Linked DNA regions of Mus musculus: all the other regions are linked to region 2. The links are chromatin contacts, called in public Hi-C and HiChIP or PLAC-seq maps. All regions are on one chromosome and are shown on one strand. Each heading gives the region's core, a stretch centred on a gene start, on an enhancer-like site or on the middle of the called end of the contact. The rest is flanking DNA. Distances are from core to core; before and after follow the strand shown.

The links. A called contact is a pair of places that touch in the nucleus more often than the background predicts. HiChIP or PLAC-seq counts read pairs in DNA pulled down with a chosen protein or histone mark.
Region 1: a contact with region 2 is called in a Hi-C map of cerebellum, with 2.2 times the contacts expected there. The contact joins the enhancer-like site here to the promoter of Lrrn1 in region 2. A contact is called at or near these places in 3 of 39 promoter capture datasets (hippocampal neurons, pre-B cells and stem cell-derived epiblast-like cells), 2 of 484 Hi-C or Micro-C datasets (cerebellar granule neurons and cerebellum) and 5 of 115 datasets of contacts at active chromatin or transcription factors (differentiating embryonic stem cells, embryonic forebrain, forebrain and 2 more).
Region 3: an H3K4me3 HiChIP or PLAC-seq map of neural tube shows a contact between it and region 2, with 6 times the contacts expected there. The contact joins the enhancer-like site here to the promoter of Lrrn1 in region 2. A contact is called at or near these places in 6 of 39 promoter capture datasets (cranial neural crest, embryonic stem cells, hippocampal neurons and 2 more), 9 of 115 datasets of contacts at active chromatin or transcription factors (craniofacial prominence, differentiating embryonic stem cells, embryonic forebrain and 6 more) and 1 of 9 other capture datasets (embryonic stem cells).
Region 4: a contact with region 2 is called in an H3K4me3 HiChIP or PLAC-seq map of neural tube, with 5 times the contacts expected there. The contact joins the enhancer-like site here to the promoter of Lrrn1 in region 2. A contact is called at or near these places in 3 of 39 promoter capture datasets (hippocampal neurons, pre-B cells and stem cell-derived epiblast-like cells), 2 of 484 Hi-C or Micro-C datasets (both in cortical neurons), 4 of 115 datasets of contacts at active chromatin or transcription factors (embryonic forebrain, embryonic hindbrain, forebrain and 1 more) and 1 of 9 other capture datasets (embryonic stem cells).
Region 5: a contact with region 2 is called in an H3K4me3 HiChIP or PLAC-seq map of embryonic forebrain, with 3 times the contacts expected there. The contact joins the promoter of Trnt1 here to the promoter of Lrrn1 in region 2. A contact is called at or near these places in 2 of 39 promoter capture datasets (cranial neural crest and embryonic stem cells) and 4 of 115 datasets of contacts at active chromatin or transcription factors (embryonic forebrain, embryonic hindbrain, embryonic stem cells and 1 more).

Annotation. Positions count from the first base shown.
Region 1 is chr6:106,919,808-106,922,507 of GRCm38.p6, forward strand. No RefSeq gene overlaps it. Among named protein-coding and RNA genes, the nearest start is that of Gm34873, 51 kb to the right of the region's middle. Within about 2 kb of position 1,279, at least 2 of the 459 cell types and tissues checked have an H3K27ac peak or open chromatin away from gene starts, as enhancers often do. A contact at or near this core is called in cerebellar granule neurons and cerebellum, where this site is marked.
Region 2 is chr6:107,528,429-107,531,128 of GRCm38.p6, forward strand. Lrrn1 (leucine rich repeat protein 1, neuronal) reads left to right here and starts at 1,298. Exons shown (of 2, transcript NM_008516.4): 1 at 1,298-1,815.
Region 3 is chr6:107,011,902-107,014,629 of GRCm38.p6, forward strand. No RefSeq gene overlaps it. Among named protein-coding and RNA genes, the nearest start is that of Gm22418, 12 kb to the left of the region's middle. Within about 2 kb of position 1,295, at least 18 of the 459 cell types and tissues checked have an H3K27ac peak or open chromatin away from gene starts, as enhancers often do. A contact at or near this core is called in neural tube, where this site is marked.
Region 4 is chr6:106,984,526-106,987,225 of GRCm38.p6, forward strand. The region is part of intron 2 of Gm34873 (a long non-coding RNA gene); the gene reads left to right. Among named protein-coding and RNA genes, the nearest start is that of Gm34873, 14 kb to the left of the region's middle. Within about 2 kb of position 1,261, at least 19 of the 459 cell types and tissues checked have an H3K27ac peak or open chromatin away from gene starts, as enhancers often do. A contact at or near this core is called in neural tube, where this site is marked.
Region 5 is chr6:106,767,712-106,770,429 of GRCm38.p6, forward strand. Trnt1 (tRNA nucleotidyl transferase, CCA-adding, 1) reads left to right here and starts at 1,427. Exons shown (of 9, transcript NM_001242358.1): 1 at 1,427-1,545; 2 at 2,119-2,292. The coding sequence starts at 2,145.

The DNA of each region.
Region 1 (2,700 bases), core at 29-2,528, 610 kb before region 2:
GATCAAAAAATTGAAGGTGGGTTGGCATCCCCATCCCTCTTGGGGGCCCTGTCTAACTACTGGAGATGGTCAGGTTCCATCTCCCCACAGTTGGGCATTTTGGCTAAGGTCATCTACATTGAGTCCTGTGAACCTCTCACATCCCAGGTCTCTGGGACATTCTAGAGGTTTCCCCTGCTGCCCCACCCCTGCAGCTGCATATTTCTACTCATTTTCCTTGCCCTCTGAGTTTCGCTTCTGTCTCCCTCCCCAATACCTGATCCTGCTTCCTTCCCCCTCCTACCCAGATCCCTCCTTCCTTCTGCCTCCCATGATTATTTTGTTCTCCCTTCTAAGTGGGATTGAAGCATCCTCACTTGGGCGTGGGGGACTTTTGGGATAGCATTGGAAATGCAAATGAAATAAATACCTAATTTAAAAAAAAAAAGAATGGGGGAAAGCACTCAGTGAGAGACAAAGCTTCTAGGAAATAAACCAAGTGTGCACTAACTTCTAAAAGGAAGAAGAGAATGGAGAGGAAGAAATGCACGCACCCACTCCCACGCACCCACTCCCACTTCTTGGCCCTGGCGAAACACAGAAAGCTTGAGGGTGTGTGTGTTGGAAGAATGTCCTTGTATTAGATTAGGGTCTAAGAAATTCTCAATAATGTTTGTAATAGAGAAGTCTCTGGGCAAAAGTTACAATTCTTCCTTTCTCATTTTCCCTAGAGCATTGAAAAAAGTCTTTCTGAAACTGACATGATAAAAACACTTATGGGGCTGGGCAGTGATGGCTCATGCCTTTAATCCTAGCACTTGGGAGGAAGACGCAGGTGGATTTCTGAGTTTGAGGCCAGCCTGGTCTAAAGAGTGAATTCCAGGACAGCTAGGACTACACAGCGAAACCCTGTCTTCAAAAACAAAAACAAAAACAAAAAACAAACAAAACAAAGCAAAATAAAACAAAACAACAACAATAACAGCAAAAACACTTATGGGGTTCTTATAAACATAGTTCATAGATCCCCAAAGATGGTAGACCTTAATCATTGGAATGAAATAAGAAGTAATTAATTTTGTTTGTCTAAGTTTTTTCTATATTAATGATGGGTGAATGCTATCTCCTAAGAAAATTAATTATATGTCACAGATGATATCTCAAAATTCTGTCTCAAAGAGTAAAAGCATATTTATTTGCTTACATAACAAGTCATGGGGAGGCAGACAAAGCTGGCTTCGGAACTCCCAGCACTAATGCTGTAAACACTGCCAAGACTGCTTCCCTGCAGGTTGACTTCTTCCTGTCTTGGTGGCAATGTTTACTCGTGACAGCCACCCATCTGTTTCTGGCTGTGGCTGTAGGCAGCTCTGGACTCCAATCTTAACAGATCTGTCACTACAGAAGACACTTACAAAAGACAGATCTGTAACTGTTTTGATCATTTGTTTTATTTCAGATGTGTACAGCCTAGACTAATCACTATGGCTGTGATCAGAAGGGGTAACTATGACTGGCTGAGTCTGAGAGGGATGACACTCTTGGAGTCATGAAGATGGAAGTTGATCAGAAAAGCTAATGGAGATTCTTTCTGAAACAGGAACACAAGAGGGAGAAGATATTGTCTTAGAAAGAGAATGAAGACCAATAGTCTGCCGTAGGATTAGCTCGCTGAGGCAAGATTTACCTTCTCTGCAGATACCTGTGCTTAGAAACCCTTTTTATCCTTTGCTTCTGAGAAGGGATGAGCTCAATCTCTGCATTTCCCAAGCTTTAGTAAATGAGTAACCCACTCTACTAACCTGACAGTCCAAGGAAACTAAAGTATTGTGGCAAGAGATTTCCAGCGTCCATTTCACTGAGTTGTTAACTGTTGGGATTAATCTTACAATTTGCTATTTTTATATTTCATAAATGCTGTGATTTACCTTGGTCAAATCCATAACAAGGGAGGAAGAATAACGTCATAATTTTCATCGTAAGCTGTCATATCTCTAATCCTCACAAAGTAAAAGTGAAAAAATCCTTTATGATAACAGTTTCTGGCTGTTCCAGCTGAGTGGGATCACTATTTTTGATTAATACTGTTTGCTCATTCACATTTGACCTGAAATAACTCTCCATTAAAACTTTCAAGGTATGAATTAAAATTCCAAACTTTCTGTGAGAACAATAGAAAGCATGTTAAGTGCAACTTGTACTAGTTCAAGCAAAACAATAATAGCCACAGACAAAACACACACACACACACACTTTTTGGTATCACACATATTTACAGTATGTTTATTTAATTCTTATTTTTAATTAGATGTGGATGTGGATGAGAGGAATGACCTTGCATGCAGGTGGCTACAGAAGGTAGAAGTGGGAGTTGGATCCCCTGGAGCTAGAGTTACAAGCTATTGTGATCACCCAATTTGGGAGAGAAATATGCTTTCTTAACTGCTGAGCCACCTCTCTAGTTCCTGAACTATGGTTTTCACTGTGATCATTTGGATTAGCTTTATATAATCTTGGCTTTCCGTTTTTTTAATGGCCACAGCCTATTTCCTTGTGAGCTGATGCATGGTGGAAGGAGAAGTACCTGTCTCTGAAATAACCATCAAATCTAAAGTTTGCATGTCATTGGTTAGCCTGGACCACATGCCCAAACCTCCAATGATCACTGTAGCCAGGAATGATAATGGATTTGAAAGGGAAGGCTGACACATGATAGCAATA
Region 2 (2,700 bases), core at 48-2,547:
GCGTTCCCCTGTTCTGGGGCATATAAAGTTTGTGTGTCCAATGGGCCTCTCTTTCCAGTGATGGCCGACTAGGCCATCTTTTGATACACATGCAGCTAGAGTCAAGAGCTCCGGGGTACTGGTTAGTTCATAATGTTGATCCACCTATAGGGTTGCAGATCCCTTTAGCTCCTTGGGTACTTTCTCTAGCTCCTCCATTGGGAGCCCCGTGATCCATCCATTAGCTGACTGTGGGCATCCACTTCTGTGTTTGCTAGGCCCCGGCATAGTCTTACAAGAGACAGCTACATCTGGGTCCTTTCGATAAAATCTTGCTAGTGTATGCAATAGTGTCAGCGTTTGGATGCTGATTATGGGGTGGATCCCTGGATAAGGCAGTCTCTACATGGTCCATCCTTTCACAAATTCCCCAGAATTTCTTGACTTGAGTATCCCGGGGAAATAAAATCAGGTTCTCTTTCTCAAAGTTGCTGATGCTCTCTCTCTCTCTCTCTCTCTCTCTCTCTCTCTCTCTTAAAGCTGATTCCCCCAATAGCACTTATCAAAGGCTTTTCCTGAACCTTGCTTTGGATTGTCACTTTGAAGTTGAGACCCTGGTTCAGGTCTAGTCTTCAACCACTTCCACCCTCCCTTCCACACTCTTGCCTGCCTCCCACCACCCTTGCCCTCACACCGCTCTGCAGTCTGCACTTTCAATCAATCCTCTGCTAATGTGAACACAAGTTTCACACCTAACCAAACAGACACTACACAGTTTCAAAGTTTCAGAATTGTTTCCAGAAAGCCTCCAGAATTTCACAGTGGCTTTGCCTCGCAATTAAGGGTCACAGAACTACCCTGGGTTCGGCAAGGGCATTAACCATTTCAGCTGCGGGTATGTATGTATGCACCACATAGCCAACTATCTCCAAAGGATGGGTCAGATCTCATACTTAAAACTCCATTGCAGTCCCATGGAGACTATGGCGTTCCTACAAGGGTTCTTCCCCTGTCCTTGCCTTCCTCTCCCAGTCACAGTCTTTCGTCCCTATTTTTTTAAAAAAGAAGAAAATGAAAAAAAGAAAAAAGGAGTGGCTCTCTGCTCCCTGCAGCGGCTGTAGTGGCATTGCAGCGATCTGGCAGGCCCAGGGTGGCGGGCCCGAGCTGCCCCTTTGTTGGGCGGGCTACAGATGGTGCCCCAGCGCGGGACTGCGCCTAGGCGGGCGTAGCGGGCGGGAGGGCGGGAGGGGGAGGCCGGGAAGGGGGTCGGGCGGGAGGGGAGGAGACCGCTAAGCAGCCAATCGGCGCGCAGCCCATCAGCTGACCGCTTTTGCTTACACCAGGTGCACGCCGGCTGCGGGGAGCACAAAGCGGGGCGCACGGAGGGCGCCGGCAGCAAGCCGTGAAGCCAGGCGAGGGCCGTGCGCCCCGGTTTGCAGCGCTTGTCGGGCGGGGACCGGGGCCCGCGGCGTCCTCCCAGACAGTGGCATCCTTGCCACCGCACTCCGAGGCGCCTCGGGCGCCTTCCTTGAGACCGATCCTTCGCTGCCCCGCCCTCTGCACCCCATTTCTTCTACCCTCTTTCCTATTCCCGCCTGTCTCTACCACGACCCCCAAGAACGCGATTTAGCCCAGCCCCGCGCAGCAGCTGTTGCTCCCGCGGCTGTCTCGCCTTGCATCTTGGTGCTCTGCTGGGGGTCCCCCAAGGAGCCAGTGCGCGCTGCGGGCTGGGTGGAGGCGCTGCTCTGCCGGTCCTCATCCTCCGGCTAGTGGCTGCTGCTGCCACCACCACCCGCTCCGTGCGCACCCCAACACCCCTGTCAGCCCAGCCTTAGGGTAAGTGCCCGGACCAACTGGGCCGCAGCAGGAGGTGTGGGAGGCAGCGGGAGGTGTGGGAGGCAGCAGGGAGGAAGTAGAGACAAACTTGGCAGCTTGGCGGACCCTACTGCGTTTGAGAAACCTCGGGATAAGATCTCAGGGCTAAGGGGAACAAGGGGGCGCGGTTTCTCGAGCAAGGAGGAAAAACGAAGTCGGGAAAGGAGAATCTACCGATCACCCTCTTGCCTTCAAAATGAAGCAGGGCGAGCGAGAGCAATAGTTGAGAAGAAAGGCCAGACAGAAATGGGCAAAAGGCAGTGACTGGAGCTGAGGCCCCAGGATCTCAGGGACCCATCAGAGGGGGAAAGAGAAGAGAAGGCTTGGTGCTGTGATCAGGGGAAAGAAGCTGGGGACCTGGGAAGAGAGCAGACAGAAGACCCAGGGAGTTGGAAATGGGGTCAAAAGGAAAGAAAGGTGGCAGGTTGTGGGGAGAGGAAAAGGTCTCGGCAGAGGCTACGATGCTAAGAATAAAGAGCAAGGAGTGTAATTAACAAAACACTGAGGATACTGAAGTCAGAGCATTGGGGAGAACATACTCAACTGTTATGTGGTCCAAGGAGGAGAAAACTGTTTTGAGCCTAGAAGGGGTAGCTCCCTTAAGGAGGCTTGCTACAGACGTGGAAATTTCAGGGAAGTCTTGATCTTTTCCAGGCATTCTGCTCTGGGGTCAGTGACTAGGAAAGTTTGCCAGCGAGTGTCCTTTGTGCTGCAAGGAGAGGGGTGTGGGCTGCTGCCTACTGATTCGGTGCTTCCTAGGTTCCTGCGGTCACCGCTACCTCAGAGGGAAGTCCTTGGCTGGCTGGGTTCCCTCCCTTCCTCCCCCCGCCCCCAACCCTCTACCGA
Region 3 (2,728 bases), core at 45-2,544, 520 kb before region 2:
ATAGCTAACCTTTGTGAAAGTTGAGTATAAACAAAGAAGGAGGTTTTCAATACCAAGCAAGGTTTTCTATCATCAGTACAACCATCTGGAATCAGTACACATACTATGTTCATTTTTTTTTCTTTTTCTTTTTCTTTTCTTTTCATATAAACATGCAGTTTATAGACAGGCAGCCTAACCTGAAATTTCATCATGTCCCAGCACTGGAGTTAAAGATAAGTACAGGGAACCGAATTCAGGGCCTCTGCAAGAACAGTAATTGGTCTAAGGATTGAGCTGTCTCTCCAGCCCCTGAAGTTGTTGTTACTTTTGACAAATGTTGCTGTTCCTTGTTCTAACAGTCATTTTACTGAATAGAGATATCTTATTTACGCTACCCACTGCTAGCCACTTGCTTCTGGGTTTTTGCTATCCGAAGCTATTCAGCAGAAACATTCTTTCTCTTGGAAATGTGGGTTAATATGTCTGTGTGGTGATTGTCAGCAAACAGCACCTGCCATAGAGTTTGCCTTACTATCCAGACCTAACAACTTGCGGGGACCCTCTGAAGCTTCTCAGCTTAGCTTTCCTCATAGGCCATCATGTTTTCAACAACATTAGAACATGCATGCCTTTGCTGATAACGGGCATCATCAGATATATACCTGCTTTCTGACTGCACTGAGTGAAGAAACACAGTACTGTTTAGATGGGGAAAGGGTTTTGAGACATGACGGAATGATAAGTCACAATATAATTTTATTAGATCATAAACAATTAAATCCATTTCTACAACCTGCATCTTTTATAAAGCAAAATTTGGAAAATATACAAGTCTCCTTCTCCTCCCTGAGTTATCTAAACTGAACGTGTTTCTGAGAGTTAAATTTTCTCAGGCTTCCTTATAAACTCACTCAAAGTAGCCTGGTGTTTTCTGTTCACAAAGGTTATTTCTTAATACTCTTTTTAGTTTCTTTTCTTTGAAGTGACCTCACAGTGTTCAGGAGAACACACACACAGGGTCACACACACTCACACACACACACACACACACACACACACACACACACACACACACACACACACAGTCACACACATGTCGCTGCCAAGACTGTGTGAGAAAATCCTGCAGGAGGGTTACAGGGCAAGTTTTTCTTTGCTCCTAAGAAGATGGAAGACTCCCTGACAAGGATTTTATTTTCATTGTAGTGGGCTGTCAGCATGGCCATTTATCATCGCCTGCATTAATAAGGAAAGAACAGAAGAAAGACGGCTTGCTGCCAAACAGCTTGGGGATGTCCCCGCTGCACAGATCAATCAGCTGTGCACACTGGCTATTGTCTGCTCATCAATTCATTTTCATTGAGTTTCAGGATGGATAACACCAGGCCTTTTTCAGAAACATGATCCTAAACTAACCATCTTCCCTTGCTTTCCATTCCAGGCGTTTAAAGCCCGCAGGAGCCTCATCACGATGGCATATTGTGTTTAGATTAAGCCACTTCCCTAGAAATCAACTTGGGGCAGACCACTGCTCTTTTCCACTGCCTGAGTGCACAACAGTCTTAAGGACCTTTCAGTGCTAATAGGCAAAACAGATTGGCATCGGGCACAAGGACGTGTGAAGAGAGACTTTTGCGCATGGGTGGTAACATGATAAATTAAGAAAACAAAACAAAGTTCGCTGTTAGAGCTACAGCAAGACAGGCGTGTCTCAGAGGAAAGCTACTGCATCCGTTTCTATTTGGCTGGTGTAGTGGACATTTGTTTTCTTTTACAGAGAATCTACTCCCCTTCTACCCAGAAGAGCTTCGGGGTTGGGGGTCGGGGGAAGGTGCTGTCATTGTTGTTTGGAAGCAAACAAGTCCAGTGTAACTTCCAGAGCTTGTGCTTCTGGTTGGGGGTCCATCTTCATCTAGAGGACAATTAATGATGCTGTCATTTGGGCAACCCAGAATCTCATTCTTTACACCGTAAAGACTGATCCATAAAGGCTCAATGGCTCAACAGGATATTATTAGAATTTCTAGGATTTTTTTGATATTTGTGGATTGAGCTCATAATGGTAAGGTTGTAAATACAGGACCCTTGGGAGCCAGCACATATAATTTGAGAACAGAGACAACACACTGAGAACTGAGATAGCAGGAGACTGGAATTGGTTCTGTTAGCATATTGAGGGCCCCAAAAGAAGCCACACTAAATATTAAATGCTTATCTTCCTAGATTAAGTAAACTAATAAAAGTTTCAAAAATAATTAAATATAATGTGAATTATATTTCTAGTATAATAGTCCATTGTTGCACTGAGATTTCTGGATACTAAATACTAAACATCAAGTATTGAATTGATGCTTCAATATACTCCTTGATGTTTTATTCTGTGTCTCTTTGTTTCTGCTTCTGCCTCCACCTCTGCATCCACTTCTTTTCCCATCTCCATCTCTCTGGAATCAATGAGTTTTAAAGTCACAGCCAGAAAAATGGCCATTTCATCTTACTAGATATTTCCATATTAATTTATATTCTATGCTTTGAAAAATCAGGAATAAGCCTTGTACTTACCACAGTTATTGTTAGGATAATATAGATTGCAACATTTGATAAATACAACCATTTAAGCTTGGGCCAGAGGAAAATAAAGGCACCAAATGATGGCAGAAAGGGTAGAATTACTGGGATGAGTCCAAGAATACAGGATTCAGAGGATTTGTTTGAGGTTTGCCATTCTGGAGGAGAAAAACCCTGC
Region 4 (2,700 bases), core at 11-2,510, 540 kb before region 2:
AAAAGTAAGTAGTGTCTCTGCATCGCCTCTGTATCAGTTTCAACCTCCAGGCTCCTGCCTGATGCTCCTTCCCTGAAGTCTCTCTGTGATGGATGGTAATCTGGGAGTTGAAAGCTGATAAGCTCCTTCTACCCCAAGTTGTTTTCGGCCAGTGTAGAAAACCTAATTCTAAAAATCCTATGCTTTTCATTATATTTTTCTATTTAGAATGTGACCCAGCCCACGGGATGATACCACCCACAGGCAGGATAGCTCTTCTATTCCCAGGTAAACCTCCCCAGAAGTACCAGAAACAGCACCTACATGTCTACATAATTAATGCCATCAAAATAACCATAATAGCTCTATAGAAACTTCTAGATTATAGAAAATGAGTGAGGTATTTCAAAGGAATCAACGTCCTCTGTCAAAGCATAGAAGGCAAACAAGGTGACACAAAAAGAGAAGAGGAAGACTCAGCTGATGTAGAGACTAAAAGAAACCTATAGTCTCCTGGCTACTAAGTTCACAGTCTGGCTATTGGGAGTTATTGCTCTACCCCATCTCTTATCACAGGCCATAATGAATGACCATCTTAGTCTGAATTCTTTACCTGCAGAATTCAAAGTGCATCTGTGAATAAAGCAGAAACAGACCCTCACAAAACACATGTTCTCTGGGGACATGGTACTAATTTGCTGGGATTTTCTGTCTTTTAAATGACATTTCAATCCCTAAGCCTTTCTCCTTCTGGAAGGAAGTCCCTTGAACTCTCATTTTGAGTCGTTTATTAAACTGCTCAAACAGGTTCCATGGGGACAGCTTTGTCATTTGACCTTTTTAAATGAGTCATCACTCTTAGCGTTGGTGGTTCTCTAGCCACTCACTTCAGAAGGCCAGTGACTTCTGTGAACCAGATGGAGGCTTAGCAACAAATCTCAGAATCCTCCTCTTCCCATCTACCTCATAGGTTTACAATGACTCTTGGCAACATTTGACAGAGCTAAATTATACTGCACTCTGTATACCAGCATAAATATAGGGCTGGTAGATGGAGGAATAATTGCAAGACTCATATAAGCATTTATCTTTGTGTGAAGCCTGGAGACTCGGTGCTGTGTCATAGAGATAATAAAAAACAGATAGTCTGAATTATGAGCATCTGAGTCTGTCTATTGAAAATAACTCAGTTATTGAAAATAACACTACTTAGTGCTACTCGCAGGGAGTGTAGGCTCTGTGGGATGAGCTGGGGGTTTAAAGGAGAAAGCATAATTTACATTGTCAGAAGGCATTTCCTGACAGGAAACCTCTCCTGTGCTTATCTGATGATTCAGCTCAAGCTAAGAGACATGAGGTTGGGTTTACAAACTGAAATAATCTCTTGAACCCCATAAAATCAGTCTTAACATTAATCTCTGGACTCAAAATCAGATATAACAAAGGGTATGAATATCTATTCACCACCAAACATTTGTCCGTTCTATGTAGAGACACTGTCTTCTCACTATGGGATATAGAACTATGAGTCCATTCTATGTAGAGACACTGTCCTCTCACTCTAGGATATAGAACTATGAGATAGAATTGTTACTACACCAAGCTTGGACTCAAAGCAAAGTACAGGTGCCCAGCTGACACTTTATGCCTTCAGGGAGATTCTATGAAGAAGACACAAGATCAGAGAAAGGGGTGTTTGCTCCTTACTTATCTTCAAGAGAAACTACACCCATGACTGGCAATTTCTTTTTCTTTTCTTTTCTTTTTTTTTCAGTTTTTTTTTTAAATTTTATTTTAATTAGGTATTTTCTTCATTTACATTTCTAATGCTACCCCAAACATCCCCCATACCCTCCCCCCCAACTCCCCTATGCCCCACTCCCACTTCTTGGCCCTGGCATTCCCCTGTACTGAAGCATATAAAGTTTGCATGACCAATGGGCCTCTCTTTGCAGTGATGGCCAACTAGGCCAACTTCTGATACATATGCAGCTAGAGATACGAGCTCCAGGGGGTACTGGTTAGTTCATATTGTTGTTCCACCTATAGGGTTGCAGACCCCTTTAGCTCCTTGGGTACTTTCTCTAGCTCCTCCATTGCGGACCCTGTGATCCATCCAATAGCTGACTGTGAGCATCCACTTCTGTGTTTGCTAGGCCCCGGAATAGCCTCACAAGAGACAGCTATATCAGGGTCCTTTCAGCAAAATCTTGCTAGTGTGTGCAATGTTGTCAGCGCTTGGAGGCTGATTATGGGATGGATCCCCGGGTATGGCAGTCGCTAGATGGTCCATCCTTTTGTCTCAGCTCCTAACTTTGTCTCTGTAACTCCTTCCATGGGTGTTTTGTGCCCAATTCTAAGAAGGGGCAAACTGTCCACACTTTGGTCTTCTTGGTCTTTGTTCTTCTTGAGTTTCATGTGTTTTGCAAATTGTATCTTGTATCTTGGGCTAATATCTACTTATCAGTGAGTACTTATCATGTGAGTTCTTTTGTGATTGGGTTACCTCTCTCAGGATGATGCCCTCCAGGTCCATCCATTTGCCTAGGAATTTCATAAATTCATTCTTTTTAATAGCTGAGTAGTATTCCATTGTGTCATTTTCTGTATCCATTCCTCTGTAGAGGGGCATAAGACAGCATTTTCAACAAATCATGCTGGCACAACTGGCGGTTATCATGTAGAAGAATGCGAATTGATCCATTCCTATCTCCTTGTACT
Region 5 (2,718 bases), core at 177-2,676, 760 kb before region 2:
AGATCCCTTTAGCTTCTTTGGTACTTTCTCTAGCTCCTTCATTGGGGGCCATGTGATCCATCCAATAGCCGACTGTGAGCATCCACTTCTATGTTTGCTAGGCCCAGGCATACTCTGACAAGAGACAGCTATATCAGGGTCCTTTCAGCATAATCTTGCTAGTGTATGCAATGGTGTCAGCATTTGGAAGCTGATTATGGGATGGATCCCCGGATATGGTAGTGTCTACATGGTCCATCCTTTTATCTCAGCTCCAAACTTTGTCTCTGTAACTCCTTCCAAGGGTGTTTTGCTCCCACTTCTAAGGAGGGGCATAGTGTTCACACTTCAGTCTTCATTTTTCTTGAGTTTCATGTGTTTAGGAAATTGTATCTTATATCTTGGGTATCTTAGGTTTTGGGCTAATATCCACTTATCAGTGAGTACATATTGTGTGAGTTCCTTTGTGAATGTGTTACCTCACTCAGGATGATGCCCTCCAGGTCCATCCATTTGGCCAGGAATTTCATAAATTCATTCTTTTTAATAGCTGAGTAGTACTCCATTGTGTAATTTTAACCTTAATTTTCTGAGTGACTGTATAAAACACAAGAGCTCTTTTGTGTCTCTAGGGTGACTTAATGGCTCTTCTTTTAGGGTCTGTTGGTATGGGAGTTACCTCAACTGGTTTCTGAACATTAACTCCAACTTTAATTCATGACATTTATTCCCAAACTTATGGACAAATCCTCTGGATGTCGTGCAATTCAGTTTGTTAATATTTTTTTTTGTTATTTGTTGATATTAATTGGAGATTGTTAAACATCCTGTCTTACGTCAGTGCAGTTCTCTCTCTCTCTCTCTTTAATAGAATTTATCCAAATATCTACTTAAGTGTGCAGGGCCATGGGATCTGAGATTCAGGCTTTGGACTCCATTATCGGTGTTTGTGAATCTTGAATGGGATAGTTAGTCTGTCGTTTAAAAAATTAGATACCCATGACCCCTGAAGTTAAGAGGCAGGGTGACAGAAAACACAGAAATACTATGGCGTATGCGTTTTTCAAGGAAAACTAGGAAGGTTAAGGAAGTTTAAGCCACAGGTTTGTCTTTTTATTCTCTGCCAATCTCTCCACTATGCATAGGACTGAATAAAATCAAAGTTCTTCCTGTTGCCGGTGGCGAAGTTTACGAAAAGCTGTTAACTGCTAAGATAAAGCAAGTCGACCCCATCTCAAGCACCAAGACAAGAACCTTGATTGCTTTCTCTATCTAAAGCCCGAAAAAACAAAACAAAACAAAAAACAAACAAAAAAAAAAACCCCACTGCCTGTCATGCGCGCAGGCGCAGGAGGAACTGGCTCCACTTAGTAAAGCCTAGCCCCGCCCAGAGGAAGTGGGTGGGACCCTCAGTGGCTTCTCATTCGCTGCGGCTCTTCGTGCGTGCTGACGTCACTGGTCCGCGACCCGGAAGTGCGCGTGCGGCCCGGGCAGCAGGCGGGTAAGCGGGTCTTCGGAGTAGGAGCGCCACGTTTCTAAGACACCTTGGCGACCTGGCTGTGCAGCGTGCGTCTGAACGCGTCCTTGGGAGATGGCGGGAGGTGGAGGCTGCTCCCTACTCTAGGCAACGCCCGGTCTCTCTTCATTGAGCCGTGGGCGGCGGTCGTATCTCAGGGCCGGTTCCCCGCAGTTTTCCAGAGTTAGGGGAGAAAGTCGCTATCTCAGATACGCGACCGGCTTGAGCGTCGCTGTCCTCGCGGCGCGCTACTTTTCTTGGGGCCCTTTAAGAGCTCCCACCTCTTAGAGGTCGGGCATGCGGCGAGAATTGCTGAGGCAACCCCGCAGAGTTCCAACTTGGCATGCTGTAACCTTGAGGCCGACCCTGGGTAGGGGAGGAGGGTGGTGAGCACGTGCAACTGATGTGTTTTTTGGAAACCTGCTGTTGCTGCCGATCTAATATTTTATTTTCTGGCACTCCAAATCCCTCCTGCTTCCCATATAGTAATCATAGCAAGAGTACTTGGGTAGCTGCCACCGAAGTGGTTTAGCGTTCCTGAAAGGATCACTTTCATTTCGGACAGCGTTTGTTGGCCCTCCTTTTGAAGTGTAATTGGCGTTACCTGTGTGTTTGCGCCTTAGATGTGTGATTGGCGACTTGTCTCCAGATGCAGAGCGTCCTGTATCCTTGGCACAGGCAGGTCCTGAGGTGTAGTTGGAGTAGATTGTGCCTTCTGAAGCGATACCTGTTTACAATGAAGTTGCAGTCCCCAGAATTCCAGTCCCTTTTCACCGAAGGATTGAAGAGCCTGACAGGTGAGAAGTTAAGATTGTCCTCTGGGCTTTGGAGTTGTTAACTGCAGAAAAGGACGAGGCAGACATCTTTCTGTCAGTGTTGGGATATTTTTGTAGCGCCAATGAAAGACAGGCCAACTTGGGGTATATTGAGAATGGTGGGAAGTTGACTGCAGCATGAAGCACAACTTTTCTGTGTCCTCCAAGAAATTCCATTTACCATACATTATGTAATGAGACCCAAGAGCTTTAGATATGTGTTCTGAACAGAAGAGAACACGTGCTTGGGAAGTGAAGTGCCTGTCTGTTTCTGTAATTGAAGGAGCTGGGTTTTAAATTATAGAGTCTGATGTCATCTGATTTGTTAACAACGAAGCTCTGTTTTCCTTTGTTGTATTGCTCTCTGAGAGAACAGAAGGAAATAGATTTTTTTCCCTCTTTTTCTGT